Regions from separate parts of the Mus musculus genome. Here region 2 is linked to region 1. Evidence: chromatin contacts called from public ChIA-PET data. All regions are on one chromosome and are shown on one strand. Each heading gives the region's core, a stretch centred on a gene start, on an enhancer-like site or on the middle of the called end of the contact. The rest is flanking DNA. Distances are from core to core; before and after follow the strand shown. Region 1 holds the start of Amd1 (S-adenosylmethionine decarboxylase 1). Region 2 overlaps Cdk19 (cyclin-dependent kinase 19).

Region 1 (7,699 bases), core at 2,787-5,286:
TTACCCACGCCATACTCTTCTCCAATCAAGTAGCTTTAAAAAAACTAAGCTGCATTAGCCAAGATGGATCAGCAGTTAAGAGAAATTCCAGATTCAGGCCTGGTGGCACATGGTCCTAGCACTCAGGGTGCAGAAGCAAAGGGATCCCCATGACCTTAAGGGTCCTGGAGCTCCATTTATATAAACAAACCAGGCTGACCTTACAAATCAGCAACAACCCTGTGTGAATCTGTTGCTGTGCTCTAGTGCTTACAGGCCCTGACCAGCCTGGACTTGCTTACTATGTAGACAAGGCTAACTTCAATCTTCCTGCCTCTGCCTCACGAATTCGGGGATTAAGAGCTTGTGTCATAACACAGCCAGAAACGCATTCTTAAAAGGTCCTTCATGCTCCCTTATAATCCATTCCTCCCTTTATAAGGCCTCTAATCCACAACTGACCAGTCTTGTCAGTCTGCATTTCCTAGGTTTACAGAAATGAAATCTTACAGCATGCATGCTCCTCAGGCCTCTTTTCTCAGCATATCTGCTTACATTAGTGCTCGTGTGGGGCACAGAACAAGGCTTCACTTACTGCTGGGCAGCATTCTGTTATATGGTTATACAACTATCCATTTGTTTTTCCATTTCTGGGTTCAAGATCTCACTATGTAGCACCTGAGTGGCTTGAAACTCACTTGTACACAAGCATGGCCCCTGCCCCCTCACCCCCACCCCTCCCAGTGCCAGGATTAAGTGTGCCATCAATTCCTAACGACCTCCCTCCCCATTAGTAGATTTGCAGTTTGGGGACTAACACAAAACTGCCATTAAAATTCTCAAGTCGATATAATCAATTAGATCTTAAAACTACCAGGCCTGGTAACCTTGTGAAGATGTGGAAAGCAATGGCTATTTCTTTTTTTTTTTCCTTTTTTTTTTATTAGGTATTTTCCTCATTTACATTTCCCATGTTATCCCAAAAGTCCCCCATACCCCCCCCCCATTCCCACTTTTTGGCCCTGGTGGTGTTCCCCTGTACTGGGGCATATAAAGTTTGCAAGTCCAATGGGCCGCTCTTTCCAGTGATGGCCGACTAGGCCATCTTTTGATACATATACAGCTAGAGTCAAGAGCTCCGGGGTACTGGTTAGTTCATAATGTTGTTCCACTTATAGGGTTGCAGATCCCTTTAGCTCCTTGGGTATTTTCTCTAGCTCATCCATTGGGGGCCCTGTGATCCATCCAATAGCTGACTGTGAGCATCCACTTATGTGTTTGCTAGGCCCCGGGCAATGGCTATTTCTAAAGTTACCCTTTGACTCTCTTCTGTAGGCTTATGTTGAATAGGCTTCAAACATAGTTTCTTTAACTGCCCATCTGTCTTTAGACAGGGTTTCTCTGTATAGCCCTGGCTGTCCTGGAACTCACTCCTGTAGACCGGGATGGCCTCGAACTTAGGAATCGGCCTGCCTCTGCCTCCCGAGTGCTGGGATTAAAGGTGTGCACCACCACTGCCCAGCATTAGAATTGCTTCCTGACAGCTTTAATACCTAGTGTTTTTATATTACTGTTATTTTCCCCAGCCTTGACTGCTGTTAATACTATAAATATCAGTTTATTTCATCTTATTAGCCCATGGTTATTCTTTCCATTTCAGGAAAGATGCAGGTCCCCTACAAACCTCCCTGTTAGCACTGACTCGTGATTTATCCACCTGCTGTCTCTCAGACACTTATTTAAAGTTCATAACAACCAGTGCACCCTCAGCTGGATGGCCACTGAAAAAGCACTGAATTTTTTTCAGTTCTTTCGAACAGATTTCAGCTCTACTTGATATATAACAGTCACACACACACACACAAATCAGTTTCTGGTTACACAAAGTAAAGGTTTTTAAACATTTAATAAAAGCACAGGTCGGTGGCAAAGCAGAGGCAAGTGGATCAGGTCAGCCATGGCTACACAGAAAAGTCCTGTGTAGAAAAAAAATAGCCTACCTTTTTAAAAAGGCCCATCTTTCCTCTACTCAGGAGCCACTTTAATCAATATATTTTAGCATTAATATATATTATTATTTTAGCCTATGGCTATTTTGCCTATACGTGCCCCACAGATGTGCAGGGTCCTCAGGAGTCAGAAGTGGGCGTCAGATCCCCCGGAATCGGAGTTAGATGGTTGTGAGCTGCAATGTGGGTGCTGAGAATTAAATCCGGGTCCCCTGGACAACTAACTATCTAGTATCTAGGACCCTTAACCTCTGATCTATTTTTAGAATCCCACTCTGGTACTTCCAACTAAGTTGAGAACGAAAATCTTCTCTTTATCAACAAGAAATGTTTTTTGTAATTTCCTTGCGTACCCCTCTTTCAGGTCGTACCAAGATTTTCTAGGAAATAATCCTGGAAGCACCAGCTTTCCGAGACGCCTATCACAATCAGCTTTCCATATCTGTAAAAGAGGTAAGCTTCTCTATGCTTACTATGAGAAAACGTCAAGGGTTTGTAACTGAAAATGGCACACACTTCACATGAGGATCGAAAACTGAGACCTTAGCACTTCGGGTACATTTTTTTCCCTACAATGGAAACGTCTGCAGCAACTAGTAGGAACTGCGTTTCCCAGTGTGCCTTAAAGTCTCGGCAGCACGTGGCCGCTGGGATTCTCTTCTCGCTTTTTGTCAGAGGACGGTTGCACCGCGCAGCCAACATTCCTAAAACGCCCATTGGTCCACACCCTGGGGCCAGGCTCCGGAGGGGCCCAGGAGCTCATTGGTCCGCCTCTCAATGAACCGGACCACGCCGGTTCCTCCGCCACTCTAGTCCCATTAGTGCGCTTCGGAGCACGGCGGAGCCCGGGTACCGGCCACCAAAGCGGGAGGCTGGTGTCACCGCCGCCGGGTCCATGCATCCTCAGTGTCATCCGCGCTTCAATGCTCGACTCTCCCAGCGAGGTCACTAGCAACTCTCCGCACCACCTCCCGTGTCGGGTGTGAGCAGGGGGCCCGCAGGTCTCCTTTGCTCCAGCTTAAGGCATTAAGTAAAATAGATCTTCGGGCTGACAGGCTTGTACCCCGGGAAGCAGGCAAACCCTCCAGCACCCCGCTGCGCTCTCCCGGACTTCGCCTCCGTAACAGGTTACACAGCCCAAGGTCAGGAGCCTCCCGGGCAAAGCCCGCGGAGGGTCCCGAGGCGCCCCGCTCTGCTGCAGGGCACGTCCGGGCGTCGGCGGGGCCCGGCACTGCGACACGGCCGCTCCCGCCCAATCCCGCCGCCCGAGCGAGCGCCACGCGCGGCCGCCTACCCCGCGGCGGGAGGCCTGCTGGTCGCCCCGCGGCCCAGGCCCACCCAGCTCGTGCTCCGCCCGCCCCTCACCCAGCCACACCTGCCGGAGGGCCGCGTGCCCCCCGCCGGAGCCCGTCAGCCCAGCCCCGCCGTCCGCCGGGGACGTTACCTGAGCACGCGGCCGCGCCGGCCTCCTCCCCTCCCCCAGGCGGCGCAGGCGGCCCCGCAACGGCGGCGGGAGAAGCCAGTTCCCGCCCGCCGACCTGGCCCCACCTGAGGCCGCGACTCGTGCCTCGCAGTCGGCGGCGAGCCGCCCTCAGGCCCAGGCACCCACCTTGGGATGGTACGAAGATCCCCAGATCCCTGGCTTGCGTCGGACTGCTGTCTGGAAAACCAGACCTCCAGCAGTTTCTCCGTCCCTTCGAAAAAATGTGCAGCTTCCATCACCGTGAGACTAGCGAACAACCAACAACCACAGAAAATCAACTAAATTAAATCTCTTCTCCCGCCGCTCCTGCCGCCGCTGCGGATTGTTCCAGCTGTGTTACTAAAGTTCAGGTTCCTTTTTTTTTTTTTTTTGCTATAATTTTATATTAACTTTTTTTTAAAAAAAGGACTAATAAAATTTTCCCGGCTATTTTCGTGAGCGAAAGTTGAACGTGAGTCTGTTGGAAATAGAGGCAGATACAGTTCAGTCTCTTGTAGTCCGCTGCTTTCCCGTTAGGAGAGTTGAGCGAGCGCTAGCTAATGTCGCCGGCCATACTGTGTAAGCGAGGGTTCTGCGTGAGCGCAGACCTTATATAAGCATCCTCCCCGACAGGCCAGGAAGTGACGCCATCGCCCCGCCCTCAGGGCCTCATAGGGACCGCTTCGTGTCAGTCAAACGTCGCCGAACGCCGGCTGGCTGGCGGTGGGCCCACGGGGAGTGCAGGGGACTACCAGCTTGGTTGCAGATGGAGCTGCCGCTGTCCCTTGAGCGGGAGACCGCTCTGTTGTCCGGCTGGGGACTTGGGAATCTGGGATTACTTGTGGAGCTGGTGGGGAGAGCGGGAGACAGGCGAGGCTGTCCCACGCTGCACACAGCTGGTTAGCAGAAAACAGGAGGGAGTCTGGAGGGGTGTCGCGGGGCTCGGCGGGGGCGGTGGCCACTGCTGGGTTGGCGTAGTGCTTTGATCCTGTGCGGTTTCTCGTTTCAAGCCGAGGTGGTTTTTGGCTTTTTAAAAAAAATTTTTTTAAACCATTTTTTCACGTGTTTCCACGAGACGAACGCAGCCTAGGCAATAAAATTGTCAGTGACGTACGTGTGGCCCGGGGTCGGATTGGAATGCGCTTTAATTCTGCTTGTGCTTTATCTGATGTGGGAATGAAGGCAGTTCTCCACGGGTTTACACAATAGCCAGAAGCGTCGTCTTCCTATTTCAAAAGAGAAAAGAGAAAAGCAACGTGGCGCCCAGCCTTGGAGGGCTCCGGCGCTATCTACCCCCCACCGTGTGCCTAGCCTAGCTTAGGAGTTGGCCGCCTTCCAGCAGACACCTATCAACCCGTACTCCATTAGGTCAACTGGTGGATATTTAGTTTGCAAAACTTCCTAGGAACTAGCTTTATTAAGTATAATACGAGGTTATTTGATATTTTTCTTAGGCTATTCTTAAAGGGGTGAACTAATTGAAAGTATTCCTCACAACCACCAGTACCACGCAAATTTACAAATTTGCCTAAAATTGCCTAAATGCCTAAAAAGGATCTTCGCGAGTATATAATAATAATGTAAATGGGTAGCAAAGAGTTTTCACTAATGATAATCTAAAGTATAAATTAGGGGTCAAATCCAAGTAGGATTTTGTTTTGTTTTTTTTTTCTTCTGCTATCTTCCTTTATTTATATTTGCAGTATGAAACACAAGCTCTGCACACATACTTGCACACTCACACCAGCCTGGGGGAGGGAGCTGGGACAAGGCCACTTTCTTTCTTTCTTTTTTTTTTTTTAATCTTAAGAAGCAAAAGATGTTAACAAAGTTATTAGTTACTTGGAAACACTGGGGGAAAGTCACCAAGCTCATAAAATTAAAAATGATTATAGTCACAAGACAAAGGGACCGTCTCCTATTATCCCTAGAGAAATCCACTGCAACTGTTGAAATTTGATTCATACATACCCTGAAGACGAGCTCTTGTCTTACAAGAGCATGGATTCACATGTCTCTATGAAATTTGTTGAGAAAGAACCCGTGTGATGAGGTAGATACGTATATTGCTTTTGCCATGTTTTTAAAAGCATCCAACTCAAACTAGGGATAAGGACAAAATTTAATAAATGCTACTTAGTCTATTATAATAGTAATTCAAGGAGGATGCGGTTATACTTGGAATAAAGATTAAAGGAATATTTCCGTGTTTTACAAGCTATTCAATTATTTGATGGTTGCTTATTGAAAAGAAGACTGCCTGCAAACCACCTCAAACATTAATTGTGGTATAAATATAATTTGGCTTGTAATTATTTATAATTAGTTGCTTTTTCAATTACTATTATGCTTTTTCCCAACCTAATTTAAGTTAACAAAAGTGCCAGGAATCTTGGCAAGGTAAATTATTGTTAAATACAGACTAACTTAACTAGCGTCAATGAATTGCGTTGTTTCTTTGTAAAATGTATAGTTTTTCTTAAGGACTATTATATGGAAGCTCAAATTAGTTGTACTTTTAGCTGAGGTAGTTAATTTTTGCTTAAATATTTCACAAACTTAGTATGTCCAAAGTTATTTATCGTCATTCCTAAACTAATCTCTCATCTCTATCTTTCAGTGACGAGAGAGAGAGAGAGAGAGAGAGAGAGAGAGAGAGAGAGAGGGTGCTCAGTTGTTAAGAGCAGTTGTTGCTCACATGCTGGCTTTTGACCATCTGTAATTCTAGGTCCAGGGCATGTTCCACCCTCTTCTGACTTCTATGGACACCAGCAAGCTTTAGCTGTACATCGTATATGCAGACAAACCCTCATACCCATAAAATAAAAACAAAGTTCCTTTTAGAGGTGCTTATTTAGCAGGCTGCTGTGGTGGCACAGGTCTTTAGTCCCTGTACTCAGAAGGTAAAGGCAGGTGGATCTCTGTGACTTTGAAGCCAGCCTGGTCTACAGAAGAATTCCAGGATAACAAGGGCTACACAGAGAAACCCTGTCTTGAAAAACCAAAACAACCAAAATCAACCAAACAAAAAGAAGTACTTATTCAATGAAGCATTTTGCCTACACACACACACACACACACACACACACACACACACACACACACACACACACACCTTCTAAAAGACTCCTATCTGCTTTTTAAAATTTTTGTCCTAAAAATTAACACAAGGACCTGAACTATGTAGCCCTGGCTGATATTGAACTTGGGACCCCTCTGCTCCTGTTTTTCATGCCAGGGTCATAGCTAATCATTTTCTTTTGTAGACAGTCTATTGGGACATTGGAAAGAAGCTGGGGATTGCGCCCAGGGTTTCCATAAGCTAAACATATGCTGTACCACTGAGTGTGTGTGTGTGTGTGTGTGTGTGTGTGTGTGTGTACATGCATGTCCTCACCTTGCATGTGGAAATCAGACGACAACTTTGGGAACTTGGTCCTCTTCTTTCATCACAGAAGTCCCAGAGATCACACTGAGGTCATCAGACTTGGTGGCACCTTTACCACTGGATCATATTCCTGGCAGTGCAGTCCCCAATCCTAAAACTCCTTCTCTTACTCCACCCTCTTCTCCCTCACATTCAAGTTTGGCTTGTGCCATAGTCTGAACAAAATTGGTCCCTTCCAAAAAAAAATTGTTTTTTGATTGTTGCCAGTGTACTAGCATTAAGGATGGTTAAGCCAAGAGTAGCCTTCCATCATCCTTTTCCTACATGATGACAAAGAAAGTCCTCATCAGTTAGCAGCAGCTTGGTCCGTGAACTTCCTAGGCTCTAGACGCTCCCTAGAACAACATTTGGTTTTGACTACTCTTTCTCTGTCCCTTGCCTCTCTCTCCCCACTCTTTGTGTGTGTGTGTGTGTGTGTGTGTGTGTGTGTGTGTGTGTGTGTGTGTGTGTGATTAAGTGATTAATCCAGGGTCTTGCACATGACGACATGACGTTAGGCAAGTGGGCTACCGCTGAGCTATGTCCCCATCGCTGTACATACTTTTATTGCTCCCTTACAGTTATTGTTTCTTGGTTGTCAGCTTTCTTACACTTTCAACTTGATTTTAAGCTGCAGAAGAAGAGCTTGTTTACTTTTGTTAATGTTTTCTCCTCTTCCTTTTCCTCCTCCTCCTCCTCCTCCTCCTCCTCCTCCTCCTCCTCCTCCTCCTCCTCCTCTTCCTCTTCCTGTGCTAGGGATGGGATCAGACGGCACATGCTAATCTAGCAATCTACCACTATGCTATGTCTTTTCTGCTCAAT
Region 2 (7,699 bases), core at 2,625-5,124, 98 kb after region 1:
TATTTGTGTTCACTTGGAGAGTATGTCCATGCAGACACACACATGCACACATGTGATCCTAGAGAACTTCTCTATGCAGCTGGCTCTTCTCTCTCACTTTGTTGAGAGAGTCTGTCTTAGTTCTCCTTGCTGGACTGTACGCTGCAGACTTAGCTGGCCCATGGGCTTCGGATGACTCGGCTGTTTCCACCAATCATCTCAGCACAGAAGTGAGACACAGGGATCAATCACACATGCTTGTTTGTTTGTTTGTGTGTACACGCTTACAGGCACAGCATGCGTGGGGAGGTTAAAGGTCAGACAAATTTAGGCGTGAATTTTTTTTCCCACTATGTGGGTCTCAGGAATTGAACTTAGATTGTCCGGCTTGGCTCTTCTTGACTTTTGAAATATGACATGAAAATGGTGGGAGCAAACAAAGCAAACACATAGTCTTTTGTTTTCATTTTAAGGTAGGAAAGGACTTGGATTTTGGATTCAAATAGGTTTCGGTTGTATAGACTCTTATGCTTCCTGCATGTCTTGAACAAGCTGATAGTAGTGTTGGGCCTTATTTTACCAATTGTTAGGTAGCTATAGAGATGAGGGCTTTTTGTTTGTATTTTTTTTAAAAAAAGATTTATTTATTTATTTTATGTATATGAGTACACTGTAGCTGTCCTCAAACACACCAGAAGGGGGCATCAGATCCCATTACAGATGTTTGTGAGCCACCATGTGGGTGCTGGGAATTGAACTCAGGACCTCTGGAAGAAAGTCCATGTTCTTTACTGCTGAGCCATCTCTCCAGCCCTTGTTTTGTTTGTTTGTTTGTTTGTTTTTAGACAGGATCTTTCTGTATATATTTGGCTGGCCTGGAATTCAAATAGACCAAGGCTGGCCTTGAACTCCTAGAAACCCATGTGCCTCTGCTTCTGTAGTGCTGGGGTTAAAGCTGTGCACTACTATGCTCGGCCTTGTCTTCTTTTGTTTCTTGTTTTGTTGAGCTTTAGTTTTATATAATAACGGGGTAATTTTTAGGTCACAATTCAAGGTATAGCCCATCGTGATAGGAAACGGAAGAGGCTTGGGCTTACAGCTGCATGCTCTCGTTTCTCTGAAGTTGAATTGCTAAGTTTTTTTTTTTTAAAGATTTATTTATTATATGTAAGTACAATGTAGCTGCCTTCAGACACTCCGTAAGAGGGAGTCAGATCTTATTACAGAAGGTTATGAGTCACCATATGGTTGCTGGGATTTGAACTCAGGACCTTCAGAATAGCAGTCAGTAACCACTGAGCCATCTCTCCAGCCCCGAATTGCTAAGTCTTATGAAAGATAAATTCTGTGTTTAACAGAAGTCTGGTAAATACTTCTTATTTTATTTATGCTGTTTGTTTTGAAATAGGTAGGTTCTAGCTATGTAGCTTGCATGGAATTTGCCCCTCAGTTGGACTCGATGTAGTCTGCTTGCTTCTGCCTCTCAAGTGCTGGGATTCCACGTGTACGCCACTATGCCTGGGATATAAGTGCTCCTTTCAGAAGTTCAGAACTACTCTTTGTGACAGATTGCACATCAACATTTTTATGCATATACAAGTCTGAGTTTTGAAATGTGAAATACCATTTTCCTCAGAAAACGTTGAAATAAAAGATACTTGGGTCACCAGCCTATCCCACCAAAACCTATTAGTCACACAGGTAACTGTTAGGCTGTCTAGAGCTGCAGTGGCCACAGACAGCCTGTTACTGGTCTCTTTGGTTTTCAGTCTATCACCAGCTTAGCTATAAGGCCTTGCTTGTTGATTTCGGCTTGATGAGCCCAGTTCTTCCCTCACACATGATCAGCGTGTGCTGCCGCTCAGCTTCAGCTCCAGGAGGAAGTGGGTTGGGGGTTAAAGCCTTGGACTTGTGTTTTTGGAACAAGGTCTCACTGTATAGCTGAGAGAGGCTCAAATTTTCCATCCTTCTGCTTTAGTCTCCAAAATGTTGGCACTGAATTAAAGTCTTACAACTTTAGGCCACATCTCGTGTTTTCATGTTTACTGATAGTGGCAGGCAGGCTCTTCAGGTCTTTTGGGTGCTTGGGGTTTATAAAAACTAGAATAGAGACTGGGAACAATTAGACAAAGTGCCAGGGGTATGTGGCAACCAAGAAGAAATCGAAGCCGTCCTACCTAAGCAGTGTGACTATGGAGCTAGTTCCTTGACTATAAGAAGAGGAGAGGATTAGAAAACTCAGGGTAGAGTAGGGGACATGGCTCCAGTCAGTGGCTGTGTTAAGTGTTTAGACCAGTGGACAAGGTGGTCTAAACAAAGAAAGCCCACAGTTAGAGTGTTGACACAAAAATACACATGCTAGCAGAAAACTTAGCATGATTACGAGAAAGGAATTTTCTCCAGCAGCAGTGCGTTGTCATAAAGACACAGTCTCACTCACTGTTTCTGTTTGTGTTCTGGTGATAAAAGGTGCTCGCATAAATTGCAGTTAGAGCAATTCACAGTCAGGATGAGACAGAGTTTTAGCAGATACCAACAGGATTTAGATTGCACTTGGAAAGCATGCAGCATAAATTTCAGTTTTATAAGTCTCTTGGCATACTGATCAGGTCTGGTCATCTAGAAGTTTGACTCTGTTGTTTTTCTTAGAAGAATGTTTTAATTGATTAGAAATTCTACACCTTGTAGATTATAGTGATACATAATTTTTTGAGGGGGTGGATGATCTACTTTCTGGTAAGTTTGCCAAGCCATTTTATATGTCTTATATATTAAAAAACAAACCAGAGACATAAGCCTATATTTCCTTGTGGTTTCAGTCTTGAGATGTTTCCAACATGGGTTCATTTGAGTGTTTTCTTGTTGAGCTTTAAAAAGTTATCCCCATTCCCACCCCATACTGTATCTGTTTTGTTTGTGTTGGACGTTGAACTTGGGTTCCCTGCAATGCAAGATAGGCATGTGGCCAATCACTGAACTATACACCCAGTCCCAGGATTCTTCAAAGTTGAGGTTTTTACATGTAATGATCTTATCATGTTATCAAATTAAATATATTTTAATACTTTTATGGCATTCTTGTTTGTCTTTGTCAATTTTTGTGTTTTATGTCTTTGTTATGCCGAGCACTGCCTATTTTATTATATTCCTGGGAGTCTTAAAGTGTCTTTTGTTCTCAGTACATTGAGAAGGGGGCACAGAGAGGGCTGGTCAGATTCATTTGGAATGTTAGACCCTTTTCCAGCATTATTTACTTTGATGACTTCTTTGAATTTTGTTGTCTAAAATAATAAGCACAATTAACTTGAGATGACTTTAAAAGAGTTGCTCTATCAGTTTCTTTTGACATATGCACATCCTAATGTGCTGTAGTCTCAGTGTGAACAAAAAGTAGCATGCTAAAAATAGGTTTTCAGCGTTTGGACAGGTTAAGTTTGTAATGGCTAAGATAAACATTTAAAAATATATAGTGAAAATTTCCTTCCTTTTCCACACCACCAGATGAACTCTAAGTTGGTATCTTAAGTCTCTACTACCATTTTAAAATTGCTATATTCCCAATGACTGTTTTGCATAGAACATAACTGTGCAAATGATTTAAGAAAAGGATAGTACAGATTTTTCAAAGTAAAGTCCTCTGATGTGAAAGGTCCATTGGTTTTATTACACTTGAACTTGCAGTAAGAGGTGCTTTCCTGGGATGGAACTAACATGTCGGTACACATGAAAGTGCCTCTCTTTATCCCAAATCTGTGATTCCAGTAAGGAAGGCCAGGGCTACCAAACATTCCCAGTGCAGTCCTGGTCTGACTGAGGGGCGGACATGGTGCTGGCAAACCGCTGATACTTGGGTTTCCCTTGCTGAGTTTTTATTATTTCTCCCATAGCAACCACAGTGCATGTTCTCAAGGGTGAGCAGGACCACATCCTGCTACATTCATGCATCAGGGCCTTGCCCAGCCATCGTCAGAGACACTTCTTCCTTCAGTAAATGGGAAACAGAGACCATAAGTGAACAGTGTGCAGAGTGGGAGACCTTGGAACACTCTACTAAATGGGATGTCTTCATCATCCCCTCCCCTCATGGCTCAGGGGATCCTTCAGAGCAGGCAGAAAGAGTGTAAGAGCCAGAGGGGATGGAGACCACCAAAGAAACAAGGGCTTCTAAACACAGAACGACTGAAGCACTCATGAACTCACAGAGACTGGCAGCATGCACCGGGCTTGCACAGGTCTGGGTCTGATGGGATCCCAGTGCTGGGAGAGGAAGTGGACCCACCCCCATCCCCAATCCAGAAGTTATCTCCAGATGAAAACTGCTCGCTCACAAGTGAAAAACAGTTTCTTCAATGCAGTCTTCACTGGGTGTACATTCTCTTAAGGCCATGCACATAAACTGAACTCAGTGGTATTTTATAAGTTGTCTTCCCCGCCCCTATGCCCGCGTCTGTTTGGGCAGTTTTTCCTTACTCTGCAGGCATTTTGTTTATATATTATTGTTTCAGATTTTATCTTTTCTAGGGGATTTTTCTGTACCAATGTGTATACCTCTGCACCTATATCTATTTCTTATACTTTTTCTTTGTGGGGAGGATCTTGTAGGAGTCGGGAGGGGGAAACCATAATCAGAATATATTTATGAAAAAAAATCTTTTCAATTAAAAAAGAAATAAAAGTAGAAGCAATAAGATTCAATAAGAAAAATCTATCATAAATAATCAGAAAAATATTAAACTCACAGTAGGGATTTTTAAAAACATATGACATCAGTAATAATAGTAAGTGTTTTCAATGGAATAAAATACTGGAACTGTTTATAGCACTAGTAAATTGTAAATTATATTGTATCACCGAGTAAAACAGTTTGTTTATCTAGCAGTGATACAGTTCTGCATTTAGAGCCTTTAAAAATATTAAATTATTAATTATATACAAGTTTATATGTGTATTTTTGAGTCACTGTTAGTGTTATGATAAAACAGTTTACATAATATATAATATTAATTTGTGACTGTCACCACTCTGTAGCTGACTGAAAAAAAAAAACCTCATTTTACCCCCCAGGTTCTTACTGAATTTAAATGTCTGTGAAAGCTTATCTGTATGCTGCTAATAGTTTTAGCCTATATTTGATTTCTGAATTTTGGCTTTTTTCTCTCATTGCATAGGCACTTGTTCTCACTTTTTTCTTTAAATTTATTTTTAAAATATGTTTTCCCAAGAGATCTGTCCATATCCATAGCAGTTTATGATCCCACAAAGACTGGCAGGACTTGTTTTGTGCACTTTATTTGCGTCCTGACCCTCTCATCTGTTCTCTTATGTTTAGTGTTTCCACAGAGGACATAGGTAGGCCATCTGTTATATAAATGATTGCTCAGTTGCTATGCTTAGTTATTTTGAAGGATTATTACTCACTTTTTCTCTGAAAGAAAGATGAATACTCCTGAGTAGGCTGTATGGAGTTGAAGTTCCTGGTGTTGGAAGGGCATTGGGGTCTGTCTTAGTTAGGGTTTTACTGCTGTGAACAGATACCATGACCAAGGCAAGTCTTATAAAAAAAACCCAATATTTAATTGGGGCTGGCTTACAGGTTCAGAGGTTCAGTCCATTATCATCAAGGTGGGAGCATGGCAGTATCCAGGCAGGCATGGTGCAGGAGGAGCTGAGAGTTCTATGTCTTCATCCAAAGGCTGCTAGTGGAAGGCTGACTTCCAGGCAACTAGGGTAAGGATCTTATACCCACACCCACAGTGACACACCCATTCCAACCAGGTCATGCCTATTCCAACAAGGCCACACCTTCAGATGGTACCACTCCCTGGTCCAAGGATATACAAACCATCACATTCCACTCCCTGGTCCCCATAGACTTGTTCAAAAACATGAGTCTATGGGGGCCATACTTAAACATAGCATAATGCAAAATGCGTTTAGTCCAACTTTCAAAGTCCTCATAGTCTATAGTAGTCGAAACAATGTTAAAAGTCCAAAGTTCAAGGTCTCTTCTGAGATTCATTCAATTTAATTAACTGTAATCCCCAAAGCAAGGCAGGAAACCAGCTGGGCAAACTCCAAACTCTGCATCTCTATGGCTGATGTCAAAGCAGTCTTCAGATCTCCACTCCTTTTTCATCTTTGTTGACTACTACAAACTGCTTTCTCCTGGGCTGGTTCCACTCCCTGTTAGCAGCTTTCCTCAGCATGTATCCCATGACTCTGGCATCTTTAACATCTTTGAGTCTCCAAGGCAATTTCAATGTTACAGCTTCTTGTTTCAGTGTCTAGGATTCCACTTGATCTTTTGGACTCCTCTTAAGGGCTGGCATCACTTTTCCAGCTCTGCCCTCTGTAGCACTCTAAGCTCAGGTTGATCCACTCCACTATGGCTGCTGTTCTTGGTGGTCATCCCATGGTACTGACATCTCCAATACACTGGGGTGTTCCACTCCAACTAGGCTTCACCAATAGCCTCTCATAGGCTCTCTTCAGGGTGCCAAGCCTCAAATCCTTTGCATGACCCCTTCAGTCCTGGGCCATCAACTACAGCTGAGGCTTCACCTTCTCCAATGGCCTTCCCTGACCTCTCACAGTGCTAAGCCTCAGTTTCTCTTCATGATCCCTTCATTCCTTCACAAGAAGTACCACCTGAGTGACTCTTTTTATTACCAAGTCCAACCGCAGCATGAGGTACAACCTTGGGTATCTCTGGAACACAACTTCTTTGTGCTCCCAGAAAACAACTCCCAGATTTCAACTCAGTAGCTCCAGCTAACCAACATCAATTGTTCCAGTAGTTCCTTTCATTCTTAACTCTAGAGCCAGAGCTACATGGCTGAAGCTGCCGAGTTCTGCTGCTTACAGGAACTAGAACATGATCCCCTTGCACTATTACATTATCACTGGCTTTATGTTTTCAAAATCCTTCACTGCCTAAGCTTGGCTATCCTGGTTCTTGCTGTGGATATTGACCTTGAACGCAGAGATCAGCATGCCTGTCTTTTGGGATTAAAGATGTGTACCACCATGCCTGGATCTAAATTTAGCTGGGTAGGATCTTGCCCCAAGGTCCCACTCCCTTAATCTGTTATCTCCTAAAACACAGGATTTTGCTCCATTTCACTTCCTGGTACCCCTTTGATACTCAAACCATATATTTTATATTTTTCTAAGTTTGCTATGCTTGTTCAAACTTCTCTTCATAAAACTTAACCAGAGAACAAAGTCTCTGTTGGGCTTTTTTGAAACTTCCTTTGTCAATGCAATTAATCTGAGTCTCTTCACCTTCGTCTCAGGCAGACTGTTCAGACAAGGGCAAAAAGTAGCCACATTCACCAAAATACCACAAAAAAAGTCTTTATGCTACATTTTGAAATTCTTTTCCTTTGAAATCTTTTGGGCCAGGTCAACACCGTTCAAATTACTCCCAGCAACAGTCTTCCATATTCCTACTAGGATGACCCATTAAGCCCCATTTAAAGCATTCCACTGAGTTCCAAATCCAAAGTCCAAAAATCCATATTCTTTCAAATAAAAGCATGGTCAGGCCTATCAATACCCCAGCAATACCCCGCTTCTGGTACCAACTTCTGTCTTAGTTAGGGTTTTATTGCTGTGAACAGATACCATGACCAAGGCAAGTCTTATAAAAAAACATTTAATTGGGGCTGGCTTACAGGTTCAGAGGTTCAGGCCATTATCATCAAGGTGGGAGCATGGC

What was found. ChIA-PET counts read pairs in DNA pulled down with a chosen protein or histone mark.
Region 2: an RNA polymerase II ChIA-PET map of effector CD8 T cells shows a contact between it and region 1, with 122 read pairs. The contact joins the enhancer-like site here to the promoter of Amd1 in region 1. A contact is called at or near these places in 9 of 39 promoter capture datasets (the 3T3-L1 cell line, 3T3-L1-derived adipocytes, the C10 cell line and 6 more), 1 of 15 datasets of contacts at CTCF or cohesin (the NIH/3T3 cell line), 1 of 484 Hi-C or Micro-C datasets (the HL-1 cell line), 8 of 115 datasets of contacts at active chromatin or transcription factors (the SCID.adh cell line, bone marrow-derived macrophages, effector CD8 T cells and 2 more) and 2 of 9 other capture datasets (adipose tissue and liver).

What each region holds. Positions count from the first base shown.
Region 1 is chr10:40,298,152-40,305,850 of GRCm38.p6, forward strand. It overlaps Amd1 (S-adenosylmethionine decarboxylase 1), which reads right to left and starts at 4,037. Exons shown (of 8, transcript NM_009665.5): 1 at 3,598-4,037. The coding sequence starts at 3,707.
Region 2 is chr10:40,396,602-40,404,300 of GRCm38.p6, forward strand. The region is part of intron 2 of Cdk19 (cyclin-dependent kinase 19); the gene reads left to right. Among named protein-coding and RNA genes, the nearest start is that of Cdk19, 51 kb to the left of the region's middle. Within about 2 kb of position 3,875, at least 20 of the 459 cell types and tissues checked have an H3K27ac peak or open chromatin away from gene starts, as enhancers often do. A contact at or near this core is called in effector CD8 T cells, where this site is marked.